Regions from separate parts of the Oncorhynchus mykiss genome. Here region 2 is linked to region 1. Evidence: chromatin contacts called from public Hi-C data. All regions are on one chromosome and are shown on one strand. The core of a region is the stretch at or near the end of the contact, and the rest is flanking DNA. Distances in the headings are between cores, read along the strand shown.

Evidence for each region. Hi-C and Micro-C count contacts between places; a contact is called where the count stands out from the background.
Region 2: a contact with region 1 is called in a Hi-C map of liver, with 4 times the contacts expected there. The contact joins the promoter of LOC110533652 here to the enhancer-like site in region 1. A contact is called at or near these places in 3 of 3 Hi-C or Micro-C datasets (blood and liver).

What each region holds. Positions count from the first base shown.
Region 1 is chr10:32,245,738-32,251,124 of USDA_OmykA_1.1, forward strand. It overlaps LOC110533652 (coxsackievirus and adenovirus receptor homolog), which reads right to left. Exons shown (of 8, transcript XR_005053618.1): 7 at 1,883-4,361; 8 at 1,254-1,840. Among protein-coding and RNA genes, the nearest start is that of LOC110533652, 100 kb to the right of the region's middle. Within about 2 kb of position 2,089, at least 1 of the 11 cell types and tissues checked has an H3K27ac peak or open chromatin away from gene starts, as enhancers often do. A contact at or near this core is called in liver, where this site is marked.
Region 2 is chr10:32,350,191-32,355,699 of USDA_OmykA_1.1, forward strand. It overlaps LOC110533652 (coxsackievirus and adenovirus receptor homolog), which reads right to left and starts at 3,012. Exons shown (of 8, transcript XR_005053618.1): 1 at 2,770-3,012. It overlaps LOC110533653 (protein BTG3), which reads right to left. Exons shown (of 5, transcript XM_021618079.2): 2 at 5,419-5,509; 3 at 5,111-5,248; 4 at 4,694-4,883; 5 at 3,727-4,591. The coding sequence ends at 4,376.

The DNA of each region.
Region 1 (5,387 bases), core at 839-3,338:
TCTCTAGACTTATTTTTCTTCATAGCTGGCCTAAAGACATCGAGGTTAAACATTTGGTACAATCCCTAACATGGCTGATCTATCCAATAACCATTAACCTTAGTTACTCCAATGTATCCAGCTCAGTTGAGCTGCTATAGGAGCTAATTTGTACCACAACTGCTAATTAGCTGGGAGTCGTCATGCAGTTAATTAGCAACAACATTAGCTAAGGCAGGAAATTGTCTACAATTGAAACCAGCCAAGGGTAAACGCTGCATATGTTGGCTCAATCGAAAATTACCTCTACATTTCAAGCGCGCTAAAGCACTGAACTTCAGCGATACATATTGATTCGAGCCCTAGGTACACGCTGACTTTAGTTCTCCCTCAGTCATTACAGAGGCAGTGATGATGTGTTGTGAGAGAAGTGCTACACTGCAGCACGCGGATAATGACTCAGTAGGGATAAAGGACAAGTATCAGTGGGTGAAACACAGAGGAAAGACATTACTCCCCTGTTCCCTCAAGTCAAACCAGGGCAGTGGCCTGGAGTAGTTTTCTGATTCACACTACAGGGCTGAACCCAACCCTACTGTGCTGGCTCGGTTATTTTCTTTTCACATTGTCCTTTCCAGCAACTCTGGTGGATGTGTCATCAGGCCAGCCCAGTAAAGCTCGGCCTTATCGTGTGAATCATGCTAGTATATGTAAGGTTCTAGTGCTGCCTGTTTCAACGGAGCTGTGGATTTTCACTGGGCGGATTCTGATCATCGTGCCTTTGTGCTTCATTGATTAATTATAATCATTAAGTGGATAGAAAGTAACCTCACCTGGCATTAATGTTGAAAATCACTGCCTGATTCAAATGAATCACAGTGGAAGCCTGGAGGAGGGCCAGCCATGTCACAGAGGAAGCCTGGAGGAGGGCCAGCCATGTCACAGAGGAAGCCTGGAGGAGGGCCAGCCATGTCACAGAGGAAGCCTGGAGGAGGGCCAGCCATGTCACAGAGGAAGCCTGGAGGAGGGCCAGCCAAGTCACAGTGGAAGCCTGGGGGAGGGCCAGCCATGTCACAGAAGAAGCCTGGAGGAGGGCCAGCCATGTCACAGAGGAAGGCTGGAGGAGCGCCAGCCATTTCACAGTGGAAGCCTGGAGGAGGGCCAGCCATGTCACAGAGGATAGACAGGCAGGCTGCTGATACTTGCAGAGAGAAAAACACGTTGATTTAAGACAGTCAAAAGCTGCTGCTATGGGAAAGAAAGGCAAAATAATGTTATTATTTCTTTCATTTTGTCCTTTATTATTTAAAAATACAGCACAAAAAAATACACGCACAAAAATAAAAACAGGTATGATCACACAATGTGCAAACAAACCACCAAATAAAAATCTTCATACAATATTAGTACACTAGTTTTAAAAGCTACAGTTAATACCATGTTAGTAGTACTTATTCGTTTTCTGAGTTGAGAGGGACTGTACAACATGACTACCTCCCTAATGGCTCTGTAGTTTGTCAGCAGTTGGGGGTCTACTAAAATACTATATTGGGGACAAATCCAGACAGTAAAGACACACACCAACACACAGTTCCCTGGGCTTCGAGAGAGCTGACAGGTTTTTCACTTCGGGGTAATGTATGGGGTGGGTTTCACTTTACTTCCTGTCTCGGATGTGGCTGCTGTCCCCATGTGTGAGGTTACACCTGCCACAACACGGAGAGGCGTAAGGACACAACTCCGAGAGGTCTTCACCGGTCTCCTCCACTTCATCCACCTCAAATCTACTACTTTCACCGGTCTCCTCCACTTCATCCACCTCAAATCTACTACTTTCACCGGTCTCCTCCACTTCATCCACCTCAAATCTACTACTTTCACCGGTCTCCTCCACTTCATCCACCTCAAATCTACTACTTTCTATTTCATACACACAGAGTCTGTGTTTCATTCACCATACTAGTATACTATTTACAATGCATGCTATTGCTTCATCAGAATTAATACGCTAATGTGGATATTGAAACATGGCTGCAGTAGAATTCCAGTGGTGCCCATCTGAATTAACATTAGTGGGCTTTCACCCTCCACTGTTATTTACAAGACCCATCGATCATGTTTTAGATACACATTAACCAAGCAAAGCACGGCAGATCATCATCATACATACAGGGCATTAGAGGAAGTGTGGTGGGATTACTTCTAGAGATGGTGTAACTTTTACAGTATATTTACACATACAAACAAAGCCTTCATAAAAAAAATTAAAAAAACCTCAAATAATACATTTAAAACTAAAAAAGAAGTAACAACTGTGTCAACTGTTTTTGTTGATGTTTTTTACATTGCTAATGTTCGAATATAGAGCTAATGTCAATTAAAAGGGGGGGGAAGTAAAGCAACCAACCTCCACTCAGTTGATGTGGATTTACACAGGATCCAGAACCGTGAAAAGTGGACTAGTTGTCATGCCGATGTGGGTCTCGTACTACAGACATACTGCATGTTCTGTAGCCAACTATTGTGTCATGTATCATACAACGACACTTTGCTACAAAACATACATGTACAGTGCATAGCAACGGTAGAAGACTAGAGCGCAGCCTGGGTACACACACACACACACACCTAGAGGCCTGTGGCTGTAACAGTATGTATGTGATACAAGTCAGTACAGACAAGGCACAAGAACACTGACGTGAATCACAGAAACACTCCATCTGGGCTGAGCAGAAGCACTGACTGGGAGGGCTGTGAGTATGTGACAGAGTGAGAGAGCATGGGTGCATTATAGACACCCTGGAAAACACCTAACACCCGTGGCTCAGTATTCTAATATCTTCTTCTTCCCCTCAACACTCACTTCCTTCCATATATATCATGTAAATTACTATACTGTACATACTTCATTTATCCTTCATGAATAGAGGTGCATGAATGAACCACTAAACATTTTTGACTTCATAATGACCATTGAGAAAGTTGTTTCATCGAGATATTGAATCCTGAGTGTGCAGTTACTAATGTACCATTTTGTTCAGGGGTTTGATGGTTAAACACCAGAGCGGGTTAATAATACCATACAGTGTAGGGGATAGGGAAGGGGTGTCCTGGCGGGGTCAGAGGGGCAGGTGGCAGTCAAACACAATCAAATATGATTGTTCAGTGAACCTCACCCCGCACCTCCCAAAACACTGCCTGTTGTAGGAACTTGAGGGGTGGGCTGTAAACCCGGCAAAGAGACAATACACTAATCACAACATGTGGCGGTCTGAACTCCCCCTTCCGTGTCATTAGCCAACCCTGTCCACCCGTCCCCTCCAGACCAAGCTGGACATTTCAAAACGGTCAACTGTCGAAATAACCAGCTGACCCAATTTCTCTCAGGGCTGGCAAACATGGCCATGACATCAGCCACAGTCCAACCAGTGGAATGAACATCTTTAAAAAAGGTAACTACTTGACAAATCATTATTTTGAAAAGCAGAAGTCTAAAATTCCTTCAGTAACCCCTAATCTTGATATAAGCTGTGTGTTACAGAAGTGAATTGATCAAATGTCTGATCACTCCGTGAGTATTTCATCCAAAAAAAGTAGAGTAGAACTGTACATTTCCCAGAAACATACACGTCAAGCTGCAATACTCTACATGGTACACAACAGGCCAATCAGAGACCGTGGTCCGCTCTGAACACAACTCTCTATGCACAGGGCCGGCTAGATAAAAAACAAAAACATCATGCATTCAACTATGTACAAAGAAACCTGTGTGAATTGACCATTAAAATGTACCCAGCCTAGAATTCATAATTGTCATGTGTGAGAAAGTTCAGGAAGTAAAATTCATAAAAGCATCTGTTTTTTTGTCCACAGTAAATAGTTCATAGTGGGTGACATGGTACAATACTGCTTCTCTTTTCTCCTCAGTACAACACCACACCCAAACCTCCATAAAGCAGAGCAGAGTGGGGGTCCCAGTTGGTGGCCAGTGGTAGAGGGTAAAATCTGGCTGCCCAGCACAGTCCCCCAGCCCAGCCACCCCATCTCTCTGGCTAGTGTCCCCCGGTCTTTCCCTCCATCTTTCTGTTTCTTTCAACTACACAATGGAGCCGTCCCTGTTCTGGGCGGGGATCATGACGGCGATGGCGCCCATGCGGCTGAGGTTGGGGCCGGCCATCTTGCTGGCGACGGGTGGGGGCAGGGGTGCGTGGCTGGGGGGCCTCTCATACTCCTCCACGGAGGGGATTTTGTCGTACTGGGGCTTGAGGGCGTACTCGTGTAGGTTGGAGGGGGACATGGAGCCCAGGGAGGAGCGCTGGCTGCCCACGCTGGTGAAGGAGCGGGCCGTCGATACGCGGCTCTTCGGAGGGGGGACGTCCTCTCTGAAGGAGAGAAGGGGGATGAGATGGTTATGTAAAAAACACAAGCTTTTTCACTCCCTTTCACATTCACTTGGGTTTGGAGTTTCCCCCAGGGGTCCAGACAGAGAAAAAAAGTGAAAGATAATGGAGAGACACACAGAAAAACAGAGAGAGCGGGTGGGACAGACAGACAGAGAGGGTGGGACAGACAGAGAGGGTGGGACAAACAGACAGAGAGGGTGGGACAGACAGACAGAGAGGGTGGGACAGACAGAGAGGGTGGGACAAACAGACAGAGAGGGTGGGACAGACAGACAGAGAGGGTGGGACAGACAGACAGAGAAGGTGGGACACACAGACAGAGAAGGTGGGACACACAGACAGAGAAGGTGGGACACACAGACAGAGAAGGTGGGACACACAGACAGAGAAGGTGGGACACACAGACAGAGAAGGTGGGACACAGACAGAGAAGGTGGGACACACAGACAGAGAGGGTTAATAAGACAGAAACACAGAGAGAGTGTGGGACAGAAAGACAGAGAGAGAAGCTGGGACAGACAGACAGAGAGAGGGTGGGACAGACAGACAGAGAGAGAGGGTGGGACAGACAGACAGAGGGTGAATAAGACAGAAACACAGAGAGAGTGTGGGACAGACAGAGAGGGTGGGACAGACAGACAAGGAGAGTGGGTGGGACAGACAGACAAGGAGAGTGGGTGGGACAGACAGACAAGGAGAGTGGGTGGGACAGACAGACAAGGAGAGAGGGTGGGACAGACAGACAGAGGGTGGGACAGACAGACAAGGGGTGGGACAGACAGACAGAGGGTGGGACAGACAGACAAGGGGTGGGACAGACAGACAAAGGGTGGCACAGACAGACAGAGGGTGGGACAGACAGACAGAGGGTGGGACAGACAGACAGAGGGACACACAGAGAGAGAGGGTGGGACAGAGACAGACAGAGGGTGGGACAGAGACAGACAGAGAGGGTGGGACAGAGACAGACAGAGAGGGTGGGACACACAGACAGAGAGGGTGGGA
Region 2 (5,509 bases), core at 1,762-4,261, 110 kb after region 1:
CAGCTTCACTCAGCACTGACCAGTCCACAGCCAGCTCTACAGGAGACCTCATCAGGTTTCTGTGAAAATAACTGGCCAGGCCCCACAACTTAAACCAACACAGTCAAGTGCTGACTGGCTGGAGGATGTTTACTGGCATCTGCTTATTGTAGCCAGGACCGCCAGGACAGAAAGCGCCTTAGACACAGCCTTGACACAAGCCTCGGAAAGAGGAGAATCACCTTTGACGTTGAGCTCCCTGTAAAAGCTCATTTGTTTCAGTTGGCAAAGCTAGCCTATATGAAAACGGTTACATCTCAGAAATCCAACTATAACCCTCGACACCCTTTACTTTATATTCTTGCAAATTATTTGTGAAGCACTTATGTAGGCCTAGGCCTTATACAATAATATAATCTTCATTAAGCCTAATTTATAGGCTAGGCTAGGCATACTTCATTTAAAGAAATGCCCAAGTTGCATTGAATCCCAATTGTGAAGAGGCTGCCTATGCATCATTGTGCCATGTCAGATGAATGCCATGATAAGTCTGGTAAAAATGCCATGCTTGTCTACTCTACTGAAGTGGGACAGTGCCCCAAATGATGAGCTCATGAAGCCATTATAATAGTGATGAGCCTCTCCACTAATGTACAACAATGTACAACAATGTACAGCATGAACAAAAACCACATTGTTGGGCTAGTATAACACCCCTAACCAAACCTTTAACACAGCAGAAAGAGATGTGCCTGCCTGTGTAAACAAAGCACTTCATTATTGCAGGGCTTTTATCTGTAACCAGTGGAGAGGAACGACATTGCTCTGCCCGTGGCTCTTCGCGGTCAGAGCAATATTTTTTTAGTTTCTTATTCAACTTTCTTATTCAATACTCCATGGAAGATGTAGAATACAGTTTAGCAATCTGCTATGGACGCATCTTTGCCAGAAGAACCTGGCGACTTCATTGATCATTTTCATATTTCAGATAGGTCTAGTTTGGGTGGGTCAATTATATACCCCAGTATATGGGCCTACTGGCTATATCTAAAGATAGCTGTAACATCGTAATGCCTTCCATACATATGGGATGAAGATTTAACATTCTGACAAAGTAATTACGATATTTGTGAGCAAGAAAAAGGTTAGACAGATCATGCTTTCCATCCAACCGCTGCATACAGGTAGGCCGTATGATCCTGCTTTCTGTGGACTCCAGAGAAGTGACATGATATCCCTAGATGATATTGACTGCTAACATGAATGACTAAGCTCAAAATGCAGGAGTAAAACAGTTAATTTCTGTATCTTACTTTAAAAAAATGCATCAATGGCAGGCTACATTTGTTCAGGGATTGTGTGCGCTAGGTCAAAAGCTTTGAACCACTTCTTTTTGGGGGTTGTGGATCAAAAGGTTTGAGAACCAACTGACCTACAGTACCATGGTTTCATTTCTGTGGTGAGAGAGGAGGAGGAAAGGGCTGATTTCAGTGTAAATTCCAGGACAGCAACAAGGACACAAATAATAAGAGTGCTAAATTACCCTCCAGCACTGAGCTACCCACCGGCAATAATACAATCTGTATAATGGGCATCCCAGATGAAAAACATGTATTTTTATTTTATAGGTAATAAATGATAACCCATCTGCATCGCCTGACCTGCTGATAACGAGGGTAATTTCCATCCAAACTAGATGTCATGAGAGCCAATATCCATTTCAACAGGTCCCAGAGAGTTCAAGCTGCATGATACCACAGTGTCTACCATACCAAATCTACATATCTCCAGCCCCAATCTTTGTTCACTACTATTTATTAACTAGAGCAGGACATTTGAACATGGTGTTGTTGCTCGGCAGATTACTTTTTTTTTTGGGGGGGGGGGGGGGGGGGGATTGTGAATCAAAGCTAATTAGGCTCTGTTCTATATCTATAGGGCTAAAGGAAATATTAAAACGGGCTACACTAAATATAGGCCTAATGGCTGAAATGACACACTCACAGTAACATTAACATATTTAATGGACATAAATCTGGTCGATAAACAGCTAACATGTAATTCATTTCTCTCTGGGTGTAAAAAGCACACCCTTGGCGCGGGAGGGGGATAAAGTTTACATGGTATTGGCAGATGGCTGACAGAAACTGCAGCACTTTGAAGCCCTTTACAGGTTCTAAGGCAGATCAGGCTATTTATTGTGTGTTAACGTTATGCACTAACTAATGCAAAACAAAAACATCGCTTGATAGGTTGCGTTCAAAAATGCGTTGCGGAATGAACCAATTTCTCCCACGACGTAACAGCTAGCTCAGGCACATGAAATAACCATAAAATAAAATAAACCATGTGTTCGAAAAATTACATTCTTGAAGTGAAAATAATTTCCTGTCAATTGAAGAATAATAGGCTCTAGTATGGAATTTCACAATTCCTGCATGGAATTTGGGGTGATCACACATTTTGACCAGTGATGCAATTTGGAATTCTCAGCTAACGCTAGCTAGCAAAACTATGTTAAAATGCTATTTTCAATATTCTTTCAGTGAAAACAGGAGTAACCAAGTGAGTATAATCTGAAGTAAAGTTACGTCACATGTAATTCCATAGAGCAGCCTACCATATCGTTATTTTAGTCGCAAACATCTAAAAGTTTACTTTTTAGCATGTTGCTCGCCAGCGCAACGAGTGAGACGACCTGTGTAACGTTGCATACTCACCACTCCATTTTCGATCGCTCTTTTGAAAATTGCGGATTAAAAAAAAGTACCCGGTGGAAGCAAAACTTACCTGCAATGAGAATAATCAATAGAGAGCAGAGGTGGGATATCGAGAAATCCATTCCTTTCTGTCTATTCCAATACTTTTCCTTTAAAACTCGGTTGAAAAAATAACTTCTGCGGCGCTCCTGACAGACAAACCACTCTCCCGAAGCATCAAAACTCTCCGATCCTTTTTCGCCTCAGCAGGTGCATAGGAGAGCAGGAGTCTAGACACGTGATTTCCGGAGGGTAACAAAGTCTAGTGTACCAAGATACTTTCACGCCCCCTACCGTATTAGGCTATTATGCCGCGTTCAAGTGCTGCCGGAAACTCCTAGTTCCCAGTGGGAAATGTCACTTGAATGACCCAAGTCTGAATTACAGGAGGGAAACTACTCGGAGAAAATGTTAGCCGAGTTGCGACGTTTCACCAGACCTTTTACCCCAAAATGAATCCGCTTTTGACAATTACAACCTTATCAATATGGATAATGTAGCTAGTCTGACCATATTGTGAATGTTTAATAAGCCAGCTAACTTTATTAGCAATGTCAGCAAGCTTTTCAAGCTAGCTAAAATCGTATTGGTTGAATAGTAATTTGATTTCCAACGGCTTGAACACAATCATGTGGGACTTACCTCTTCCCAGTTTCCTACAATATTTCGCCCGAGCACGTGAAGCCAGCAATACAACAATGAACACAGCTTCCCAATAGTTAAATTGTCATTTTACTGTTCAACCATTTGTAATACTGTAAACCAGACAAGCTATAAGAATGTTTGGAAAAGCTTTAAAACGTAGCCTGTGACATTGCAAACATGCCTTTGAACAGCATCAGAAAGACTGAATTGAACAGGTGTCATCCATATACCTACATGCTTCTTTTGATTGTGTGTACTGTAGGCCTACAGGTTGTTCAAATATTAAGTTATTTAATATTTACCAGATATGGCCTCTGATGGTGTGAAGGCAACAGCATTGAGGTAGGATTAGAACATGTGTTTAATGTCTCAGAATTTAAGTGGTAAGCGCAATTCATAATACTAATACACTGAATAAATAAAACAATTTCTCATTGGAACATAACTGATGGACAGTACAGTAGGAGGTAACATACAATTAACCCATCAAAAATAAATACAGTAAATATATCTTCATAGCTATAAAATACACATCAAATTCCTATATTCCTTATCCATTACAACTAATTATTTTACTCACAAGAATACAAATTCTCTCAAGTGTAAAGAGTTAATGTTCTTACCATAAAAATAACAAATTCCAGTGACTATCTCACTACAAAAATACATTAAAAATGTGGTCAAACATCTTGGTGGACTTTGTTTGCCACTTCCTTCCCCTTCCCTCTAACATTTCAGTCACTTAGCAGACACTTCTCCAAAGCGACTTACAGGAGCACTAAGGGTTAAGTGCCTTGCTCAATGGCACATCAACAGATGTACCTAGTCGGCTCGGAGATTCAAACCCGCAACCTTTCAGTTACTGACCCAACACTCTTAACCGCAAGGCTACCTGTCACCCATGAACTATTGCTTGCTCTAGTGGTTACCCTCAACAGCTCAGGGAACCTGGAACAGGCTAATACTAACATCAACACTTGCTACAGTGGTCCCTAACAGTAAGCCAGGCCTGGAGTGCCACCCCAGTATCCGAGCCCCCCTCTCTGGCCAGGCAGAACCAAGCCTTTGTGTCTGAAGGGCTGGGTGGGTCTGCCTTGAGGTCTGAAGCCATAGCGAGGAGGACGTGGAGGGACGTTATATCCTTTACCAGGCCCCATCTTCTTTTGATTGGGCGCTTGACACCACAGAGGAGCAGATGGGTAGATCACCTATGAACAATAAAACATGTGGTAAATATAATTTAAATTGACCCATTGTCAGTGCTGACCAAGGAGGTATTCTGTATGGAAACACTACATTACTGGTTGTACCTGGTATGTGTGGTGATTTTGGGGGCAGGTAGTGGATGGACGAGTTTCCCTGAGGCCACTATCCTCCTCTGAAGATGAACCGGAGTGGTAGTCAGACGTCACCCTCTCCACGGCACTGGTCACCTTCTTAGTCACAGTCTCATCACCAAAGAAACTGGCCACCGTGAAAGCATGGTTCTTCTCTCCATACCTGCGCGATAATGAAAGGAAGAAGCCAACAAGACTTGTGATGCTCGATCACTGAATGTATATCAACAATTTAGTTACTTGACTGGTAAACAATGTAACAACTGAGGCTGCATACCAATTGTCTACCCATCTCCCAAAGTGTGAACTTGCACACTCTCCTGTAAATGATTTAACGCCTTCCAGACAATAGTTACACAAATCCAATGCTTTTAAATAAGACAGACTGACCTGCAGCACACCTCCCCAGGGTCTACCCACAGAGTGAGTTCTCTGGGCAGGCCAAGGTCCTTGTACTGAACCCCACTCTCCTGGCAGGCCCGCAGCAACTCTGGATCCTCCTTCTGCAACCTGTTCAGCCGAATACACCTGCGAAGTAGAGTATACAATACATTGATAACTCCAATCATACAAATCACTGCATATCAAAAACACACCTTACTCATGATGCCCTAGACTGGAGGTTCATAAAACTACTGGTATGAATGTCAAAATAGTGAGAGCAAGGCAACAGACTGGGGTCATATCAGTAAAGTTACCTGAAGGCCTGTCCTTTGCTGGGGTTGTCAGGGTACCAATGCCCCCTGAACTTCTCCTGCAGGGCAACAGTCAACTGCTCCACAAACATGT